2 separate regions of the Ovis aries genome follow, and region 2 is linked to region 1. Evidence: chromatin contacts called from public Hi-C data. All regions are on one chromosome and are shown on one strand. Each heading gives the region's core, a stretch centred on a gene start, on an enhancer-like site or on the middle of the called end of the contact. The rest is flanking DNA. Distances are from core to core; before and after follow the strand shown. Region 1 overlaps ERI1 (exoribonuclease 1). Region 2 overlaps PPP1R3B (protein phosphatase 1 regulatory subunit 3B).

Region 1 (7,474 bases), core at 1,471-3,970:
TGTAACCTTGGCTTTTAAGCCATGTGACATACATTCATTGTTAGCTCAGGAGCTCAACAGGATCCCTCCAAATAAATGCCATTTGCCTTGTGAAATCTGACCAAGGATTGTAACAGCTCATCTATACAGAGGTACCACTTTTGTGGTTTCCCCAGTTGCCATACACTGGGAATAAATATAAAAAGGCTTTGTGCATTAAAATACACAGCATTTTTTCCTTTGTGCCATTGGAAGCCTCTTTGGTTATAGTCTTAATCAGTCCATTTAAATAATTCCTTGTCCAAAGCAGATTAAAGGTCAGTAAATTAAAAGAAGGCTTCCCTGGTAGCTGAGCTGGTAAAGAATCCACCTGCAATGCAGGAGACCCTAGTTTGATTCTTGGGCTGGGAAGATCTGCTGGAGAAGGGAGAGGCTACCCACTCTAGTATTCTTGGGCTTTCCTGGTGGTTTAGCTGGTAAAGAATCTGCCTGCAGTGCAGGAGACCTGGGTTCAATCCCTAGGTTGGGAAGGGATCAATTCTCCAGGTTCAATCCCTGGAGAAGGGAACAGCTACCTACTCCAGTATTCTGGTATAATTAAAAGAAAAACTGACAGCTATGAAAAATCATCTTGCGTAATTCACTAGGTCTTACTTTCTCAGTGATGGATGAGGTGCTTGCCACTCTCCTCCCACATTAGACATGATGATTCATTGCTTTCTACTGTGTTGTTCCCATCACATTGTTGTTATTGTTCAGTCACTCAGTTATGTCCAACTCTGAGACCCCATGGACTGAAGCACACCAGACTTCCTGTCCTTCACTGTCTCCCAGAGTTTGCTCAAACTCATGTCCATTGAATTGGTGATGCCATCCAACCATCTCATCCTCTGTCATCCCCTTCTCCTCCTGCCTTCAATCTTTCCCAGCATCAGGGTCTTTTCCAATGAGTTTGTTCTTTGCATCAGGTGTTCAAAGTATCGGAGCTTCAGCTTCAGCATCAGTTCTTCCAATGAATATTCAGTATTGATTTCCTTTAGAATTGACTGGTTTGATCTCCTTGCAGTCCAGGGGACTTTCAGGAGTCTTGTCTAGCACCACAGTTCCAAAAGATAGATTCTTCAGTGCTCTGCCTTCTTTATGGTCCAACTCTCACATCCATACATGACTACTGGAAAGGACTGTAAGGACCTTTGTTGGCAAAGTGATGTCTCTGCTTTTAATATGCTGCCTAGGTTTGTCATAGCTTTTCTTCCAAGGAGCAAGTGTTTTTTAATTTCATGGCTGCAATCCCATCACATACAGACTCATCATTTTTCATACCATAAAGAGCCTTAGCTTGATCCCACTTCCCTGACAACTACCCTGTGTCTTTGTTCCTCTACAGCAGATTTCTTTATAAAAGTTATATACTTGTCTGTCTCTGTTTCCTCCCATTCTCTTAAATCCCCAGCACTTGTAGATGTAAGTTATGTATTCCATCCCATCACTCCACTAAAATCACTCCTCAGTGTCATCTTTGACCTTTACCTAAGTCCTGGTGGAACTGACCATTCTCTCCTTGAAACACTTTCTTCAGGAGACTGCCAGTACCCCTCATTGTCCTACGTTTTTGCCAGCCTCACTGGGTTCCCTTTCACAATTTCCTTTGCTGTTTCGTCTTCTTCCAACTTCCTAGTATTGGATAACATAGGTTCAATCCCAGGTCCTCTTCTCTGTATATACTTTCTCCGTTAATGAACTCACCTATCATCTGGTTCCATAGCTCTTAAAAATTCCGTAGAAACTGGTATCTTCTGAATATATATCTCCAACCTCATCCTCTATCCAAAATCCAGGCTGTCACTTAACATCTCTACTTAGACATCTAAACAGCCATCCTAACGTGTCCCAGACTGAATTTACTGTAAACTTGTTTTATCTTCAGCCTTCCCTGGCTTGGGGCCTGGCAACTCAGTCTTTCTGCTTGCTCAGTGCCAAAACGTTGGCGTCATCCTTGACTCCTATTCTTCGCATCACACACCTAGGCTATCAGCGGCTCTTGTCTGTTCTGCTTTCAGTGTGTATCCAGAACCAGCCACTTAACTGCCTTGCTATGACTGTAGTTTGAGCCCCATTGATTTCTTCTCTGGGTTTACTGCATTTGTTCACCATTTAACCAGTCTCTGTTTCTGTCTAAGGGCTTTCCTTGATAGCTCAGTTGGTAAAGAATCTGCCTGCAATGCAGGAGACCCCGATTCAATTCCTGGGTCAGGAAGATCTGCAGAAGGGATAGGCTACCTACTCCAGTATACTTGGGCTTCCCTTGTGTTCTTGTTCCCTGCAGCCAGTTCTCAGTTTAGTGACCAGTGAAAGTGAAAGTTGCTCAGTCGTGTCTGACTCTTTGCAACCCCATGGACTATACAGTCCTTGGAATTCTCCAGGCTGGAATACTGGGGTGGGTAGCCTTTCCCTTCTCCAGGGAGTCTTCCCAACCCAGGGATCAAACCTAGGTCTCCTGCATTGCAGGCGGATTCTTTACCAGCTGAGCTATGAGAGAAGCCCCTTTAGTGACCAGAGTGCTCCTTATAAAATATATAGTTTCATTCCTCTGATCACAACCCTTTTATGGCTCCCCATTTAACTCAGAATAAAAGTGATATTCCTTTTACAATCTGGCCTCTAGTTACCTCTGATTACAGCATGTTGACCTGCTTGCTGCTTCTCAGAAATGCCAGGCATGCTCCACCCCCTCACCTCCCAGAGCTTTAGCTCAAATTCCTTTCCTCCAGAGATCTTCCTGCTAATTTCCTTCCTCCCGCCCATCCTTCCAGGCCTTCCTTAACTCTTGCCTTCTAAATAAAGACTAACTGGTTCTCTGTTCAGTCTGAACACCCCCAGACACCAGTGTTTCTGATCCCTCTTATCTACTCTTAACTTTTTAAGAACCTTCATCACCTTTTAACTTACTATGTAATGTATTTAAGTAATTATTCAGTATTTGGTCAGTGAATGCATAGTTAGTTCTATGGCATCATTCTGTTACAAATGTTAAATAATACCAGCTTGTAATGGTAAGATATTGCATTTTTTTAAGATTTTCATATAAAATTATGAAATAAAATCCTGATACTTAAAAGGATAGACTTCATTTATCTAAGAAATCCAAGAAGTAGAATTTTTTCTTTTGAAATATGTCTGATAAGTAAAGGATGTCTCTTAACTTTAGAAGTTCAAATGTTCTTTGCTGTTCTTTTACTCTTTTACAATTATTAACTATTGATAATTCATCTGCTTAATAAACAAATGTGTAAAAAGAATTTTGTAAGCACTATTTTTTCTTAAATTTTTAATCTTCTATTATAAGGAATTTTCTTTATCTTTTCCTTCGTAGCTAGCTAGTATTAATAATTGCTGCCAATAAATCTTTAAAAGACTTTGAAATTGTCCTTAATTTGAGCAAGTGACTTAGTGTGATCTGGTTTAGGGAAGCAGCATTGGGCTAAAGGAAGAAGCACTTAGATCTGAGCCTGATAATAACAGTTCTGTCCTTACTGAGTTCACAGAGTTGTTGTGAGCACAAAATAAGAATGCAAACCTGAAAACTTCAAGAGGTTAAACATTGCTAAAATAATTAGTGCTATTAATTACCACTCTTTAAACTGCTACATGCCATATTGTTAAATTTTGATTACTCAGAATTCAGCTTAATGAAATCTTAATATAAAAATAAGATCTAATTAGGAGTGAATGAGAGCAGGAATCTGAACTAATTGTAACTGAAAACTGGCATTTCTTAAACATACTTTCTGTTATTTAAAAAGCTCTTAATATCTTCAACTGGAGGTTGCATTAATAGGCTTTACATTTCCAAAACATTATAAGCAAAATCATCAGCATTTTGCTCCTCTGGTTAAAGTTTGGTTTGAAGACTTCAGATACTTGTTCTATCTTAAACGTTTGTAAAGTGTGAAACATAATTTTTTAATTAAAAAATTAGAGTAATTTGGGAATAGGACATTATCCTTAAATTGTTAAAACTGTAGTCTCTGCCTTAACCACCTGTAAGGTTACAACCCAGTGTGGCTGATGTTGTCATATATTATTTCATGTATCTTAAGTCATAGAAATACTTCAGTTTGCTGTCCTTCTCTTGTAGGAAGATACGTTTCAGCAGTATGTGAGACCAGAGATTAACACCCAACTTTCTGACTTCTGCATCAATCTAACTGGAATTACTCAGGTTATCACTCTGTGTTCCTTTTTCTAGAGTTTGAAGGAAGTTTTGAAATTAGGGATTTATTTCATAAAATTATTGTTGTAAACAATTAAATGTGAGACTTTCCTTTCTTGGTAAAGATCTTTTGCTTTGTAATACTTAGGAAAGCACATTTTATACCTGATAAGATATTTTTCAGCCTTTCCTTTTAAAGTGTTGTAATGATGAATCTAAGCATTTCATTTGTTTGGAGCATTAGTGAAGAAAGAGTTAAGTTACCATGCTGCACTTGGGGATGAAGTTTTAAAATATATCTGTTTACAACCTGATTTTATATATAGTGTAATTTTTTTTAGGTCTCTGATTTTTGGTTGTATTCTAATGTGGCAGGCCCTTTGTCCATTTACTTAGTTGCTGTATTCATTTGTTCAGCAAATATTTGAGGGTGTGCTGTAATATCTGCCGAGCTACAAGGGATACAGAAATAGTCAGGATAGTCTCTCTCCTCAGCTCACTTAGCAATTGTAGGTTGGGGGGACTGACACAAAAAAAACAGTGGTCACAGTATGGTTAGGATTACTGACAGTCAGTGTTTCCTCAGGGTGTCATGGGCCCCCGTAGAAAGACCTTTCTCTGACAAAGGGAATGGAGGACTGTCCTGGGCAAAACTCAAGTTGGTGAGCTTGGGCAGAGTCATGATGGGTAAACAGACGTAAAAGAATGACTGGGCATTTCAGGTGTGAAGGACAGAACTTTTAAGTGGTTCAGGATGGTTCAGGTATCTTATGGGCTGATGAGAAAATGGTCACAAATAAAGCTGAAGTAATAGAGATGAGCTATATCACGAAGGGTCTTATGTGTCCTTTTTGTCTGGAAAGCCTTGGGGAGTGTTTGGAGGATTTTAAGTATGAAAGTGATATGATGGATGATTTACATCTTAGGAAGATGGATATAGTATGTTTTGGAAAGATGTGAACTTTGAGATGCAGAGATACTGTAGAGGGCCAGGGCTTTCAGCTAAGAAGAGATTGCCCTTTTCTCCCCTCTGGAGAATCAGGAAGCCACTAGGTTGAGGCCTGAAAAAAGAGAATGCCTGTGGATGATCTTAAATCTTCATTTTGGGACGATTATATACTTCAGTTGAAAGCAGTTCCTAATATTTGGCTATAAACAATTTTTAATCGTCTTACAATTGGAATTTTCAGTGAATCTTAGCCTAAGAAACCACAGAGTTCAAAACATCATAGATAAGACTGTGTCTTGCTCTTTCATGTCCCTCCAGTGTTTGTATGCTGAGTATTTTGTAGGACTGCATGTAACTGCCGTGATTTTTATGTATTATACATTCATATCCTCAGGATCAAGTAGACAAAGCCGATACCTTCCCTCAGGTACTGAAAAAAGTCATTGACTGGATGAAACTGAAGGAATTAGGGACAAAGTATAAATATTCCATATTAACAGATGGGTAAGTATTTAGGAAATTTATCTTAATCTGCTTTTTAAGATTAAAGATATCCTTATTCATCTAACTTTTAGAATAACCACAGAAAATATTATTTCCTGAAGGACCCCCCACAGCAGACAATAATTTTCCTCTCATATCCTTATCCTTAGTTAAATTTTTAAGTCCTAGGGGTGAAAGCTTTTGACTCTATGGATCACAGTAAACTGGAAAATTCTGAAAGAGATGGGAATACCAGACCACCTAACCTCCTCTTGAGAAACCTATATGCAGGTCAGGAAGCAACAGTTAGAACTGGACATGGAACAACAGACTGGTTCCAAATAGGAAAAGGAGTACGTCAAGGCTGTATATTGTCACCCTGCTTATTTAATATGCAGAGTACATCATGAGAAACGCTGGGCTGGAAGAAGCACAAGCTGGAATCAAGATTGCCGGGAGAAATATCAGTCACCTTAGACATGCAGGTGGCACCACCCTTATGGCAGAAAGTGAAGAGGAGCTAAAAAACCCCTTGATGAAAGTGAAAGAGGAGAGTGAAAAAGTTGGCTTAATGCTCAACATTCAGAAAACGAAGATCATGGCATCTGGTCCCATCACTTCATGGGAAATAGATGGGGAAACAGTGTCAGACTTTATTTTGGGGGGCTCCAAAATCACTGCAGATGGTAATTGCAGCCATGAGATTAAATGACGCTTACTCCTTGGAAGGAAAGTTATGACCAACCTAGATAGCATATTCAAAAGCAGAGACATTACTTTGCCAACAAAGGTCCGTCTAGTCAAGGCTATGGTTTTTCCTGTGGTCATGTATGGATGTCAGGGTTGGACTGTGAAGAAAGCTGAGTGCAGAAGAATTGATGCTTTTGAACTGTGGTGTTGGAGAAGACTCTTGAGAGTCCCTTGGACTGCAAGGAGATCCAACCAGTCCATCCTAAAGGACATCAGTCCAGGGTGTTCATTGGAAGGACTGATGCTAAAATTGAAACTCCAGTACTTTGGCCACCTCATTGGAAAAGACCCTGATGCTGGGAGGGATTGGGGGCAGGAGGAGAAGGGGACGACAGAGGATGAGATGGCTGGATGGCATCACCGACTCAATGGACATGAGTTTGGGTGAACTCCGGGAGTTGGTGATGGACAGGGAAGCTTGGCGTGCTGCAGTTCATGGGGTTGCAAAGAGTCGGACACAACTGAGCAACTGAACTGAACTGAGGGGTCAAAGAGAGGAGCAAAAGAAATAACAGTCTGATCCAGGACTAGAAGAAGATTAAATATTAATATGCAAAATCTAAATGATTTTATTGTTTTTATCACTACACTTCTTGCTCAAAAAAGTCCAAACTCTTCAGTCTGGCTTTCAAGGCTCTCATCTAATCCCACCCTACCTGTGTAGCCTAATCCTTCTGCTGTTTCTCTTTTTCACTCCAGTCAGGCTGACACATGAATCACAGGGTTTTATCCTTCCTCAGTGTATGCATGCAACTTTCCTCTCTGCTGGAAGGTTCCCTTCCTTCACTGTTTACCTCTTTATTACTCAAAGCCTACCTCATGTTTTACTCCAGACATTATAACTCATGCTGATGTCTCTGTTGAAGTCTTACAGCCTCTGCAATAGGTACCATTCATGTTGGCATCTGATTAATATTCTGATATCTAAACTTTATGTGTGTAAGATTTATGTTTGCAAGGAAATTAACAATCCTTTCAGAGCAAGAGGTTTTGCAACTTGAGAATCTTCCATATTGCTTACTATAGTGCTGAGCTTGAAACTATGCTTCATAAGCATTAGCTACATGGAAAGTATGGAGATGAGAGCAATTAAAACAGGG
Region 2 (7,474 bases), core at 2,688-5,187, 110 kb after region 1:
TTTTTTTGTGAAACATGGATGGTAATTAACCTTGATAACAGAACCGTAACATAACCAAAGTCCTTTTGCGTAATATAAGGTTAAATCATTGTGTTTTCCTTCCATAGAGGGTTTTCTTATTAGCTCTCTTTTGTTTTATTTTACAGAGTATCTTTGACCCACATTCACTAGTATAGGAAGCAGGGGCAGTGTACTCTGGGCTTGAAGGCAAAGGTCCTCACTTCTATTTCAGAAGCTCAGGGCTGTTAGGAAGTGTCTCAGGAATCTGGGGTGGGGGAAGAGGGCTGTTGATCCCTTCCTGTGGTATCTACCTTGGGCAGCTCCCTCTCTGTCTATTGTGCAAATTGGGTTCTTGTAAGATTTGGTTTAAGAACAGATTCCAATGCTTCATAAAACGTTTGAACCACCAGTGGTTCACAGTTCCTTGGGGCTGAAGTTGCAGTCAGAACCCAGTGTCTCAAATCCCCCTTCTGGGGAGAGAGTGCGGAGTCTGAGCAGATAGCGGGGAGGGTTTTGTGTAGCGGGGAGGCACCAGTGCCTGGCGGCGTTCTGTCTCTCCTGCTGCAGCCACTGCCATGTGGCGCATTCTGTGTTGCCTCTGCAACACTGGGACAGAACACACCACCTGCAGAAACTCTGGGGTAGAGACTCCACATTTCAAAGTAGGAAAATGAACCAGTGGGAGAAGGATGCTTGCAGAGAAAATACATTTTGATTGATTTTTCTTTGCAGTCTAGGTGTGTGTGTGTGAGAGAGAGGGTAGTAGCAGTAGTTAGTAACATAACATGTACACACATGCTAAGTCACTTCAGTTCGTGTTTGACTCTTTGCAACCCTGCAGACTGTAACTGGCCAGCCTCCTCTGTCCATGGGATTATCCAGGCAAGAATACTGGAGCGGTAACATACAAGAAACATAAGTCCGGAGGACCCAAGATAGTGAGGTCACAGATCAGTCGGTAAGAAAAGCAACTGGAGACTGGAGAATTCAAACTAACAAATGCTTCTTGCATGAGGAATGTGCAAAGCAGTGTGCAAAACAGAATTTGTGAAAATATCTGGCAGATATTTCAGTGTTTGTTTCAATAGGCAATTGATGAATGGTGAATAATTAATACTAAAATAAATTGTAATAAAATGGTGTGATAAGATCAGCAAAATGCCACCTGGCTAATTCCACATTCAAATGGGATAAGATGTCCACCAAGGCACTGAACGAGGTGGCCGTGGGAGTGAGCCCAGTAGGAGGGGGCGGGGGGGGGGGGTCGTTTTCTTCCTGCAGGGCAGGTTGTGACATGTGATGCGTCCACATTCCCTGAAAAGGAGTGAACTGGGGCAAGCTGAACGCCCCCTTGGGTGAATTGGGGCTTCATAAAGACATTTCCAAGTCCCCACAGCACTCATACCAGGGTCCTCTCCACATTGCCACCCTTCCTTCAGCACTGGGTGGTGGTGACTGCCAGCTGTAGGAGGTGACAAAACGTGAAGAGCCTGTGTGTCCACATCACCAAGATGGCCCCTGGCAAGGGAGAGGGGATCTTCAGAGTCTGTGCCCAGAGCATTTTGGAGATGAATTTCTACTTGTTTGGTCTTCTGTGGTGCTTAAGACCTCTTGAATGCGCTGGGCCAGAGATAGATGAGCTGAGACTCCGTGGTTTGCAAAATTCCTGGGAGCATTTCAGTGGTAAATACTTTCTGGCGACTGGGGCTTGGAATACTGCGAGATTCAGCCTGTGTCTCAGTCCACAGTGAACGTGTTTTTTGGGGAGCTAGGCTGTGCGTGCCCTATTTTGGGGCCCCAGGGTGGGGGTGGAGAGACATAGGATGTAAGCCCAAACCATTAATAACCCCTTTCCTTTTAAATTCTCTGCTTTTAAGAGTGAATTGGCTGAAGTTTCCAGAGGGCTTTTGGCCATCAACACTACCATTAGGAAACAAACCTAACCAACAAAAACACATTGAAACCACAGACAAAATCACCACTCTGATATAACCCATCTCCCCAAAAGCACTATCCAGCCAGAGCTGATTCTGGCCCATGACTCACTGGGGTTTTCTCTCTTTTTTAATCATTCTTTTCTGTTTTGTTTTTTTTAAGGCATTAAAAAATAGTTTCTCCTGGCTTTTTAAATTTTTTAGTTATTATTTATTTATTTTTGGCCTAGTGGCATGCAAGATCTTGGTTCCCTAACTAGGGATTGAACCCATACCCCCTGCATTGGAAGCAAGTAGTCTTAATCACTGCACAGCCGGGGAAGTTCCATAAATTCCATGGCTGGGGCTTTCAGAGTTCCTCGAGGTCTAAGGAGATCCTCAGGTCTAGGATAGGTGAGCCTGGCAGGCCTGACACAGGAGGGCTTGCCCAGCTGCTGGTTTCCATGAGGGCTCCAGGGTCATTCAGAGCACCCCCATTCATTCTCAAAAGCATCCCAGTTTAGACCATAAATTATATGGTGTTTAAACAAACAAACTAGAAAGTTGACTCCAGGCCTCAGCTGAGGGGCTGCAAGCCTCCTCTGAGGGCTCACTCTATGTGATTCTTCAACCGGGGTCAGCAAACTACAGCCCTTGGCCAGTTTGCATTTGGCACACAGCTGAGAATGGTTATTAAATACATTAAAAAAAAAAAAAAAAAGAATATGTGACATAGGTAAACATGATGTGCAAATCCTAATATAATGACTATGTGGCCCTTTACAGGAAAAGGCTGCCAAGCCCTGATCTAGCCACCTGATCTTGCATTTGGTGTAGAGGCCTAGGGTCCTGGATCATTGTTGTCTTTGGCTCCAAAGAAGAGTGAGTATTATGCATCCTCTTCCTACTTTGTCTCAACTCAAGTCAGGCACAGGGTCTGATACTGGGGAAGTCTCTGGGGAGTGTCACCTACGGGAGAACCCCATGAGGATGAAGACCTCTGTTGAGATTACTTGTTTCCTCTCCAGGAATGGGTGATGTGGCAGGGGAAGAACTGAGGGTTAGGGGGTCCTGGGCCACAGGTGAAAGGCAGTGTGGGCTCTGAATCCTTAGATGCGGGGGTAGATGGGGCCCTTTGGAGGTTTCCTACCATCAATCACACCCTGCTGTCCAGCTGGGCCCCAGGATACCCAAATCTTTTAATGTTGACCTTCATGCTTCCACATGGTCAGTGGTCCTTGCCATAAGCCCTTCGTGTATAAAGATGCGTGTGTTCAGGGCCTTCCCTGGCTGTCCAGTGGCTAGGACTCTGCAGTTCCACTGCAGGAGGGGCATGGGTTTGATCCCTAGTCAGAGAACTAAGATTCTGTAAGCCACAGGGTGCAGCCAAAAAAAAAAAAAAAAAAAAAGATGCAGGTGTTCATGCCTCCCCAGGGAATCACATCTTTCTAGCACGAGGAACTTCTTTTCAGAATTGCCATTTTAGTCTCGGTTCCATGAGAGAGCCTCCAGTTTTGGGGGACAGTTCTTGAAAAAAGAAAAGTCTCTCATGTGCAGTCCCCTCAGCTTTGTCACCAACCGGCTCTGTGACTCTTGGGAACACACCAAGGGCCTTTGCCTCTTAATCCATAAAAAGAGCTCCCAGATAGCCCTTCCAGCATGAACACTGATGGTTTTCTGAAGTCCACACCGTCGTCTGGAATGCTCTTGTTCCTGTGACCCTCATGAAGAATGCAAAGTGTACGTGGCACGTCTTACAAGTTTATATTTAGAAGCATTTTAAAAGCAAACATGTTGGCCAACTCTAAGAAGTACTCAGGGCCCTGCCAGAGCCCCTGGTTACCTTATTCCTGCTAAAAATATTCAGAACTCCTTCATTAGAGCAGTTGACAGGGGGCAGCAAGGTCAAGGCCAGATGCCAGGCTTACCCACTGCTGATACCCCTGGCAGCACCACCCACCACTTCCCATGGCTCCTAGAGGACTCACCTAAAACATGACTGTCTCATACAGGGTTGAGTAGAAACAGTACCTAGATGACCTCCCTGGTGGCACACTGGATAAGAACCCGCCTACCAATGCAGGGGACATAGGTTTGATCCCTGGTCCGAGAAGATGCCACTGAGCAACTAAGCTCATGTTTCCCAACTACTGAAGCCTGCTCACCTAGAGCCCATGCTCCACAAAATAAGCCACTGCAGTGAGAAGCCCAGACTCTGCAACTAGAGGGTAGCCCCGGATCACTGCAATAGAGAAAGCCTGCATGCAGCAAAGCAGACCCTGCACCCAGTACGGCCAAAACTGAAGCAAAAAAAAAAAAAAAAACAACAACAACCAGAAACAGTACCTAGAAATGGCCTTGCCCATGAGCAACAAATATTCCATTGAATTATTCACAGAGCTGGTTATTTGCTACTCTGGGGATGTTGCTCTAGAAAAGTGGTTTGGCTTTTTTTTTCTTTCCTTGTTTCTTTTTACTCTAGACATCTCCTGAATGTCCATCTCACAAATGAGAATTATGTAATGATTATGAAAACCACATTGTATCTCAAGTCGACATTCATAAAAACGAGTGTTCTTTTTTCCCCCTTATTTCTGGAAAGCCAAAACGTGGGGAGTGTTTGCCAGGCTTGAGAAAGATGGTTACACTTGTAGCTCGCTTTGGGCACTTATTGACCAGGTGCTTAAGACTGAAAATGCTCTTTCTACGGCAGAACCACCACTGCCTTTCCCCTGTAGCTGAGACTGACTGGCAGGAAACATCTGGCAGCAGTTGACATCGCCTGTATCCCATCTTCTGAGCTTTGAAATAAAACATCTCTGAACTCTTACTTAGGGTGAATGTCCTGCACCCCATGGAGGCAGGGGCCCACTGGGAGCTGTGTGGTTTGCATGTTGCAAAGTCTGCCTGATTAAGCAGTTCAAAGTTACGATAGCTGCTTTTTAGTTTTCCCACTGTTGTATACACTAAACCAAAAATACTCTTCAAGAGCAAGTGAGACGGTAGGAAGAGACCTGCCCTCAGATCATTAAAAACGATTCATAACAACTCAGGCCCCTGTGTCTCTTCCCTGGCAATCACTTTCTTAGTTGTAATCAGCCTTGGCTGCTTTAACAGCTTAAAAAGCAATTACTCCTTTCTCTGCATCTTCCAGCTTTTCAGCTTAGCCACTGATTGTGTCTTAGCCCTTTTGGAAACTGGCTTTCTATATGTGGAAACACACTGATTAAAAATGTTCCTCCCCAGTCTCTGACTCTGAGAGAGTCAGTTTTAAAATAGGACACTTTCCATTTTGGGTTTTCTACCTTTATTACATTTTTGCATTTGAGATCCAAACAAACCACTCTCTTATACCACACACAAGGCATCCATTCTTGTGATTTTTAAAGTGCATTTCCCCTTTTTGTACAAAAATATGTATTTTTTTTAAAAAAAACCTGTGGAACTTTCTCGACAAGGCACTTTTAGGCATGAAAATGAAGTTGAGTCTGGTTCTACATTCACATAGAAGAGTGGACTGCCACCACCACGGCTGTGTTCTTGGAGTCCTCACAGGTCCAGCTGACTTTAGAAACTGATAAACAAGACTACAAGCATCCACAGCTTTACAACTTGCACTCCAATGCTTTACAACCCCAACAAGGAAAAGCTGCCCGTCCACATGGCTGTCTGTCCCTTCCCGTTCAGATGTGTCCCACTTCAGGAAGTGAAGATACGCTGGCAAAGTGTCTTCAGATGACCTGAGAGATCCCATTGTAAGTATAACATCTGAGCCCCAATGTCCGTGGTCATTTCAGGAAAGACGGGAACATCAGGACCTCCCAGGGCAGAAGCCATGGTGCTTTCTCTAGCAAATCACATCCTGTCGAGGGCTTTGATGGAAGGATACCGAAGTTTTCACTCACTGTCCATTGAGAGGGAAACCCTAGCCCACGGCACTTCTGAAAAGTGAGCAAATACTTTTTGGGGGTTTGTACACATATGTATCTATACATAGAAGTCATTTAGTATCCCAGTGACTACAAGTAATGCTTGTTTTTACAAATGTCAAATTATAGGCAAAGATCAAAACCAAAAACATTCTTTAAGCAGTTTAAAATTTACATCTTTATAAAACACATTGAAAGAGTAATGTTTTGCCACCATTCCGATTCAATCTTAGAAAATACACTCTACCCTGACTCTGAAATCGTTTTAATCTCTGGAGAACTACGTAACTTCACTGTTTCTCGCCTGTAACAAGAGCACTTGAAGAAAAAAACAAACAGTCTTGCCCAAATGCTGCCATCTTCCAAGAAACACTGAAAGCTTATTGTATAAAATCTATCTTTAGAGCACCTAGTTTATTTATTGCACCTAATTTGCAAACGTTCCCCAGGACATATGAGGGAATAAATTTGAAACAGAAATGAAGCTGCCTCCCCGCCCCTGGACAGCTGCACCACTGGCAGAAGGCTGGTCCTTTGGCAGGGACGGGGCGGGGGGGCAAGTTGGGAAGGGGGCCACTTGTCATCATAACAAAGAGGGTCAGACCTACAGGTCAGGCTACAGTCATGTCTCCAGATAAGAAACCTGTCCCTTTCTGAAGTGTGTAGACATATTACTGCTGGTGAGTTAGGATCCGAGGAGAGAACCCCTGGGAGCAGGTCCTGAGGCCAGCTGTTGATATCCTGGGAGAAAACTGGCCCCAAAGCAGACAGCATGCGTGTGCTAAATCACTTTAGTAGTGTCCAACTCTTTACAACTCTATGGACGGCAGCCCGCCAAGCTCCTCTGTCTGTGGGATTCTCCAGGCAGGAACACTGGAGTGGGTTGCCATGCCCTCCTCCAGGGGATCTTCCCAACCCAGGGATCAAACTTAAGTTGTCTACATTAGCAAGTAGGTTCCTCACCACGAGCGCCATGTGGGAAGCCCAAAAGGAGACTGACTGGTGAAGAGGAGATAGTGCTCTTCAGAGGACAAAACCTCACTGCCTGACAATGCTGCCAGGGACCTTGGGCAGGCACTTGCTTTAGTCAGAGAAGGGTCTTTCTTTGCCAGCAGGTAAGGACTTGCCCGGTGGGGTGAGCAACCCAGGTGCACTGGTGAGGGGGTTTGCAACCAGTGCCCCCAGCAGAAAAGCTGGGCTGAGCTGGGAGGAAAGAAGGGTAGGGGGAGGGGTTGTGGTTGTTTTGAAAGAGATACTTATCACTGAATTACCATATTTCAAATTTTGACATGGGAATGCCTTCAGATCACAATGACTGAAAACCATACAGAAGTCACTTGAGGCATTTTTCTTACTAACAGAGAACGATCTGGTCATAAGTACACTTTGTACCTTTCATAAACTGCAGGAGGGAGGGGACTTCTTAAAGCAAAATAAATTCATGACCCGTATAAAATTAGGTTTGCTTCCAAATAGTGTAGATTTACACTCTTGTATAACAATTCTGATCACCAGATTTGTAATATAGAGGATCTTGTCTGTGTACTGGATGTAAGACATGCTTACATAAAACCCAGTTCTGCCCAATGTCAGCATAAGAAAAAAATGTGATTGTCCCTTAAATTATATTAG

The links. Hi-C and Micro-C count contacts between places; a contact is called where the count stands out from the background.
Region 2: a contact with region 1 is called in a Hi-C map of liver, with 5 times the contacts expected there. The contact joins two enhancer-like sites. A contact is called at or near these places in 6 of 16 Hi-C or Micro-C datasets (blood, hypothalamus, liver and 2 more).

What each region holds. Positions count from the first base shown.
Region 1 is chr26:24,212,796-24,220,269 of ARS-UI_Ramb_v3.0, forward strand. ERI1 (exoribonuclease 1) reads left to right here. Exons shown (of 7, transcript XM_004021747.5): 4 at 4,118-4,201; 5 at 5,536-5,645. Among named protein-coding and RNA genes, the nearest start is that of ERI1, 10 kb to the left of the region's middle. Within about 2 kb of position 2,721, at least 5 of the 54 cell types and tissues checked have an H3K27ac peak or open chromatin away from gene starts, as enhancers often do. A contact at or near this core is called in liver, where this site is marked.
Region 2 is chr26:24,318,589-24,326,062 of ARS-UI_Ramb_v3.0, forward strand. PPP1R3B (protein phosphatase 1 regulatory subunit 3B) reads right to left here. Exons shown (of 2, transcript XM_012105852.4): 2 at 5,204-7,474. Among named protein-coding and RNA genes, the nearest start is that of PPP1R3B, 13 kb to the right of the region's middle. Within about 2 kb of position 3,938, at least 2 of the 54 cell types and tissues checked have an H3K27ac peak or open chromatin away from gene starts, as enhancers often do. A contact at or near this core is called in liver, where this site is marked.